Regions from separate parts of the Bicyclus anynana genome. Here region 1 is linked to region 2. The links are chromatin contacts, called in public Hi-C maps. All regions are on one chromosome and are shown on one strand. The core of a region is the stretch at or near the end of the contact, and the rest is flanking DNA. Distances in the headings are between cores, read along the strand shown.

Region 1 (3,723 bases), core at 1,000-3,499, 140 kb before region 2:
ACCAACTGTGCGTATCTAGTTTGTTTGCTATACGCTCACCCACTACTTGTAAGAGTACGTGGCGGCAAATAATGAAAAAAAAACACACTACGGTCCCAACTAAAAATGAATGCTACCTACTAGTCATGTGGAATATGTAGAAATGTAATTAATTGGAAAATACTTTTCATCATCAGGTCAGGTTTAGGTCATGCACACATCATCATCACGTCACACATCGATCGTAATTTTGACGTAATTTAGAATTTTATCATGTATTGCCAAACCTATAAATAAAGGTCTTTTCTTTCTTTCACCTGCGAGAGTAAGCGATTTATCTCTTTACTCTATGAATTACGTCGAGTGTACACAGCCTAAGGCAACAGTGAGCGGACTCCGCGCCGTCGTCGTAAATATTCCAGTAATTTGTTTACCCTGTGGCGGCTAACGAGCGAGCGCACACGACCGCCAGTACCTACCGGGCGAACTTCATTGAATTTACGGCCGCCGTTTGATGTACACACTACACTCGCATCGTGGCCGATAGGGACGCGTGCTGCCGGTCCACGGGAGGGAAAACTCGAGCTAGTAGATGATACTTGCATTTAATGTAGGCCATAACGGCAAGTAGCACCTTAAGATTGACCTTTTACGTGGGAGATATCATAGAGCACAAGTAACCAAAAACACAAGAGCTTCCATCACTTTCATGTTTCAGTGTGAACATCCCGGCCCCGACCTACCATCATTATCGTCATTGTCAACGAACAGAATGAGAGAGGGGCTAGGCCACCATCCTGGCCCATGCGGATTGGCAGACTTCATACATGTAGAGAATTAAGAAAATTCTCAGGTAGTATGCAGGTTTACCTTCACCGTTTGAGACACGAATGCACATAACTGAAAAGTTGGAGGTGCATGCTCTGAACCGGATTCGAACTTACGCTCTCCGGAATCGGAGGCAGAGGTCATATCCACTGGGCTATTACGGCTCTCATCAAGAACTCATTAGTCATTACGAACCTACCTATATTGTAAATTGCAATTGTGTATTGCAATTTTCCATTTTATACAATTTATGTTTATGTATTTGAAACCTTGTGCTAGCCACCGGACACAAGGAATGACGAGTTCACGTTTTCTCTGGCGAATCGACTTCGCCAACGTTCCAACTTCAGATCGATAGTACTAACTTTTTAATTAAAGATTGAAATGATATTGCAATTTATTATGGAACTTCTAAAAAACGTAAAAGTGAACTATCACTAAATAAAGATCCAACGCTTTGAACCAACAAAGTTTTGGCGGATTTGAGTAAGCACTGTGGGAGCCCACCTTCGCTTCTGTGTGGGTCGCCAGTTTCGCCGACACTAAAGTGCATAATATTAGCATTCGATGGAACTGCGGCGCACTGTTTCACACTAAAGGAAAGTTCCACTCCAGTCGCGCCGAACGTTTGCCCAGCACACGAGCACGTGAGCGAACAAACAGAGCTGATCAAACAAGATTAACCGCAGCTTCGGTTCACGGCCGCTCTACCACCGCTAGCCCACCTTTGTTTTACAAGCTTTTATTGCACTCGTATCTTGCTGAAACCAAAGAATCGAAAAAAAAATAGAACGCCAACATTCGAGAAACAGTGGCGTTACTGAAGTCACCTGGACGTACGATGTCTGAAGTCACCTGGACGTAGGCTTTTTAACTCACGATCTCGGGGGCGCCCGGACTGATACACTTAGGTTACGACATCCTTCCCGAAAGACCCTCTAAGCCGAGGTCCGAGACGTCCGTCTCAAAGACGCCCTTAGAGAGTCGTTTCACCCTTTTACTTTGCTTCTGTCTTTGAGCCCCATCAGGCGATGCTTCTGCGCTCGCCCGAACCCCCCGGTGACGCCGTTGAGATCCCATTGTGGAGCCTACGGCATTTACACAATCGGAAAAAAATAATATTAAGGTAGTCGATGCAATTTGTTTTATATTATTTCACTAAGAGGTTCTGAAAATCCGTTCAGTTTACTGCAAACAGACATACAGACGCGGCAGAGGATTTTCTTTTAGATTATGTATAGATTATGAAAAAATCATGTTCATTTTATATGTAATCGAATGCCATTGTTTTAAAATAACCATATTTTATAATTTTTTTTATTTGCTGTATTTCAAAAATATGGGTCTCGTGTTTGTGAATTTCGTTTACTGTTACATCTATGTTCCCGTAGTCTGTGAGCGCGGCCGGCGCGGCGCTGGCAGATAGCTCATGTGGGTCGCGCCAGATGTGCTACTTCTGTTTTACGACTTCGCTGCGTACTGACTCAATCTTGTTAGGTACGAGGTGTACTAATATTTGTACTTTCTTGTTTGAATTACTGCCAGTTTCCGAGATAGAGGCTCACCGCACACCGACATTATCACTAAATGTATCTACTTGTTTTATTATAAAGACAAACATTACTGTCGTGTTAGTCCAGTAGTAGTGTTAGCCGGTGTGGATGTACGGTCCCAGGTTTTTGATAGATTGAGACTTGGGCTGTACAAGTGTACATGGCGGTGTCTTCAGATAATATAGTTTCCAACGGGGTTGGAAAGGCGTTGATACACCCCTGTGCCTTGGAGAGCACTTAAAAGCGTCGCTGTGGACGTCTATGATAATGATCGTTACAAAGACGTATATTAGCACTTTAACAACATACCCGCTTGGAACAAAGTGAAGGATCCAAACCCCCTGTAATACAAGTAAACCTGTAGCGGAGAAGTCCGGCCCTGCGCTCAGCTACCAACATAAGCGAATATGCGGTATCCTTTATATCTGTCGAGTGTTATACGGGCAAGGGCTAGCGTATGACACTGTAACACTCGACTGGCCGCTCGGCGTGTAGTTCTGTATAGCGACACCAAATGTGGGTCAACGAGACCCGCGCCGTTTAGCCGCTCGTTTTTGTAACAACAGCCTTCCCTCCGAGATATCTACACATAGCCTACCCGTACTTAGCCTATCTGCACGTAGCTTATCTGCCAGTAAAACCCATCGCTGTGATAAATCTTTTATCTCAGAGCGGCACTTGTGAGCCTCTCGCCGGGTTGGGGTCTGGCCGACCATAGAGACACTGGCGCAGGCTGCGGGCTACGTTTATCGTTAATATTAAGTTACTTCAGTTTCTGCTGAACTATTAAGATCAGTGGCGACGCTACACCGATGTGGACTGTCGATGCATACGACACTTGGTCCAACAACCAAGTGGAAGCGTTTCAAGGTATTGGTAGCTTTTCCCTGTAAGATCATTGACGAGTACGACTATTGGAACAAGAACAGTCTTGTCACAAAAACATAAGATTAGTACAAAATAAAAATAATTGTGATCCCCGCGAGCAATCAGCGCAGCGGGCCGCGGGGAATCCCTCGGATAATCCCGCGGTAGCTCGCTGACGCTGATGTTATTATGTTTGGAAAGTCGCGATTTGTTTTCATTTTACGAACAATATCTTCAGCCTTCACCTTCACTTTCATCACTAGCTGCGTGCGTAAGAAATTGTATTAAGTAGCTTAAGAACCAAAAGCTCAAAGCACTAAATCTTGCATATTTAGGGCCTATTTATTGCACCCTCTGATAAGTATCAGATACAAATTTAGTCTTTGTCTCTTGACATAAAGTAAGAAAGACACAAAACATAGTTTAGTCCGTCCAACACTTATCATAAAGTGTTGAAACAGACTCTAAAACTGGCAGATTTTAACGTCTTATAAAA
Region 2 (3,849 bases), core at 1,122-3,621:
AAGTGATTAATTTTTTTAACCTTTGACCTTAGTTGAACGCGCTAATCTCAGGAACACTGGTCTGATTTGAAAAAATCTTTCAGTGTTAAGAAAGCTCATTTTCAGCTTGGTAGGAATATATGTAGCTTTTTTGGTCGAATTTGGCCGGACTGTAATGGACGTACTTAATCCACGCGACGCGACGTACCTACGTGTGTATAAAAACTGTATAGTTATAAAAACTGTGTTTTTTTATTAGGTATACAGTAGATTCTAGCCAAGTGGTAAAATATTACTAATGTAGTATACTTAACTATTAGTCTTACTATATTGACGTTCGAGATAACGTTACACGTTACATGAACCTGTGTGTTTATCTTAATTAGGAAAAATTAAAAGTAGGGATCAACGTAACTACTTGTTACTTTCGTGATTTCGTCCCGATTATAAGTTATAATGGATGGGTTATAAATTATAACCCATCCAATCCACGGACAATATAATAGAGTAGGTATGTATGTTCTTTTTTTGTTTTCATGTTGTTTATTTTGTAAGTTTACTTGGTTTTGTTCTTAGAAATGTCATTTTATATATTTTTTGTATTTTTAATAACCTAATCTCTATCTATCTATAGTACGGCTGATTAAAAATCATGAAAAATCATAAAAAATCCTGAAGAAATTGTTTTACAAAAACTCCTTACACTACAAAAACCAACCCTAAAACATGGTAGTCACAAATTACACTTCACTTGTTTTGTTGGATCTTTTTTCTCAAAATCGAGGTATTTGTCAGGCAAGACTACGTTGGTATTACGAAGACTCATTCTGGATATACTTTATTCTGTGTTAGTACCGTCAGGTTCAAGCTAACTTTCCCGAGATAAATGTACCTTTGTCGGTGCTGTCTGTTTGTTCAATGTTTACTATCTAGATATTCGCTACGAGTTTAAACTACACGACCCTCAAGTAGTTCCCACTCCACTGGCACTGCACTAGCTACTAGCACTGGCGCTGGCGCGACACTCACCGGAACGTCCACCAGATGTTGAAGCACATGGTGTTGAGCCAGAAGAAGGCGGACAGGAACAGGAAGTGCATGCACACGGCCAGCGCGCGGCACAGCGGCGGCGGCACGCGCTCGCCCGCCAGCTGCGTGCCCGCCAGCAGCGCGTCGCCCAGCATCAGCGCCGCCACGTAGTGCGTCTGGCAGCGCCAGTGCAGCGCGTGGTGCTGCGCCGGCAGCGCGCAGCCCGCCGCCAGCGTGGCCGCCAGGAACAGCGCGCCCAGCGCCAGCCCCGCGCCGTACAGCAGCCGCCGCGCGCCGCCCGGCGCCGCGCCCGCCGCGCGCGCCGCGCACGCCAGCACACGCGCGCCCGCCTCCGCGCCCACCGCCTCGGCGCACCACGCGCCCGCCTCCAGCCGCGCGCCGCCCAGCCGCAGCGCGCCGCCCGCCTCCAGCCGCGCCGCCGCCAGCGCGCCCGCCACCGCGTACTGCGAGCCCTCTGCGCACGCCGGCCAGCCCGCGCCCACCGCGCTGTCGTTGGCGCGCGCGCGCAGCTCCCGCAGCGTCTCCTCCGCGCGCGCCGGCGCCGCCACGCAGCGCGCGCCGTCGAACGCGTGCCCCGGCGCGCAGCACTTGGCCACGCCGCGCCCGCCCGCGTCCTCGGCGCACGCCAGCGCCACGCCCGCGTCCGCGCACCAGCGCTCCGGCGGCAGGCCGCGCGCCGCGCCGCGCAGCTGCAGCAGCCCGCTGTTGGCCAGCAGCGCGTACGCCGCCGCGTGCTCGCGCAGCACGCGCAGCTCGCCGCCCGCGCACGCCGGCACGCGCTCGTACTGCAGGCGCCAGTGCGCCGGCACGCGCCCGCGCTCCAGGAAGGCCGAGCGCACCGGCGCGTACACCAGCGGCGCCCAGGCGCGCGACGCGGGCACGCACGCCGCCGGCACGTCCTCGGCGCGCAGCACGTCCACGCGCAGCGCGTCGGGCGCCAGCTCGCGCTCGGGCGGGCAGCACCGCGGCACGAGCGCGGCGGGCGCCGGCTGCCCCGCGCCGCCCCAGCGCGCGCACAGCAGCGCCAGCAGCGCCGCCGCCAGCATGGCGGCTCACCGCATGCCCGTGCGACGGTCACCGACAACGATCACTGCACCGGTCGCCGTCGGAACAGTTTGTAAACACAACATTCGCTCGTCACAGAAGCACGTGTGTGTGGGCGCACGGCACGGGCGCGCGTGCTCTCACTGCGAGGGCTCGGGAGTGACTGAACTGATGAAACGAACTCGGCTCGACTCACGACTCGCGTGACGAATTGAAAGTCGTCGGGCGGAGGGAGGAGGAGCACAGAGCACGCGTGCGGCGGGCGCGGGGGCCGGGCGTGGAGTCCCGCGGCCGGCGGCTGCACGCTGCAGCGCGCGACGCGACGCGACGCGACGGCACAAGCCCGAGGGCGGGCCGAGCGCGCGGCGCAGCGAGCCGGCGCGGCCCGAGGTGCTGCTGCTGGTGCTCGCGGGTGCGAAGTCACTCATTATAATCAGACCTCTTCTTATTAAAGCTTTCCGAATGAGGAACTATTTTTGTACGAGTGTTTCAATTACAAGATAAAAAAAAATTTAAAACATAAAACGTACCGACTAAACTAAGAAAGCGAACGATAACATCATACTTACATGTTCTACCTCCAGACCACTTGAAGACGGAGCCAACCCGGTGATGTATATATCAAACCATGTAAGAATATCGTAAAGATTTATGTTTTTCAGACAGCGTTCTTTCATGTAACTCTTTCAGAAGCGGCTTAAATTAACAGATCACCGGCTTAGCACCGCCTGCAAAGTGATCAGGTGGTAGAACGTAGTAACTTCCTTTTTAAAAAAAAATCCCTACATGCAAAGTGAGGATGATTTTTTTATCGTCTATCTTAAGGTATACTTACCTTTACCTTACTTGTATTATTTAATAAGTACTAATTTAATCTATGGAACGCCTACACTGCGCGTGGCTCGACAAGCACTTGGCCGGTTTTTTTTTGCATGATTTGTTTACTTATAAAAGAATATCTGTTGCGCTACGAAAATGATAAATGATTTTCGATGGAGTAAATAATTTTCCGTACCGACATCAGCATTTTAATGTTCTCGAAACAATAATGATTACATTTCCAAGTGCGAGTGCGAGAGCCCGCCGCAGCCTCGCACGCGTTGAAGTCGCCGCCAGCTCGCCCGCGCCGCGCGCCGCTACTACTTGGCATGGGTTTATACTTTTATCCAAAAGACTAACTTTTTCAACCCTTTAGGGTTTAAATGTTTTTATCCCTATTCCATTTCGCATTTTATTCATGATTTATGGACATTTTTTTATATCTGCAGCTCTAAAAAATTTTAATAAAATAATACCTACAACCGACTTCAAAATCGCAAGAATGTTTCTATTAGACTAAAAAGTAAATAATAACATCGTATGTGCTACCTTTAGTTAGTGCTGTGTTAATGAAAGCTGTTCCTGAAAATCCTAAATCTTTATGGTTTAAACGGCTTGTATTATTACATCACAAGCTTAGTACCGCCTTCATACTAATTAAAAGGTAGCACATACGATGTTATTTTTCACTTTTTAGTTAAGTAGAAACATTCTTGTGATTTTGAAGTCGGTTGTATTTAATTATTAAATTTTTTCATTTTAATATTTTTAGTGATAACATGAAGAGTAAAACAATATAAAACATTTGGATAACAAAACCACCATGTTATTCTCGTACAGTTATTACACTTATTTTTCTTATTACGTACGATCTCGTATACATCACTCCCCGTTACCTGTTCCCTACGAAATATGAATATTCTAAATTTTTGTTTGTTTTGACAGTCACGACCCATC

Evidence for each region. A called contact is a pair of places that touch in the nucleus more often than the background predicts.
Region 1: a contact with region 2 is called in a Hi-C map of whole larva, with 4 times the contacts expected there. The contact joins the enhancer-like site here to the promoter of LOC112052590 in region 2. A contact is called at or near these places in 2 of 2 Hi-C or Micro-C datasets (whole body and whole larva).

The regions. Positions count from the first base shown.
Region 1 is chr5:199,272-202,994 of ilBicAnyn1.1, reverse strand. No RefSeq gene overlaps it. Among protein-coding and RNA genes, the nearest start is that of LOC112052596, 13 kb to the left of the region's middle. Within about 2 kb of position 2,249, at least 8 of the 8 cell types and tissues checked have open chromatin away from gene starts, as enhancers often do.
Region 2 is chr5:59,979-63,827 of ilBicAnyn1.1, reverse strand. LOC112052590 (probable G-protein coupled receptor Mth-like 1) reads right to left here and starts at 2,371. Exons shown (of 2, transcript XM_024091733.2): 1 at 1,009-2,371. The coding sequence starts at 2,075.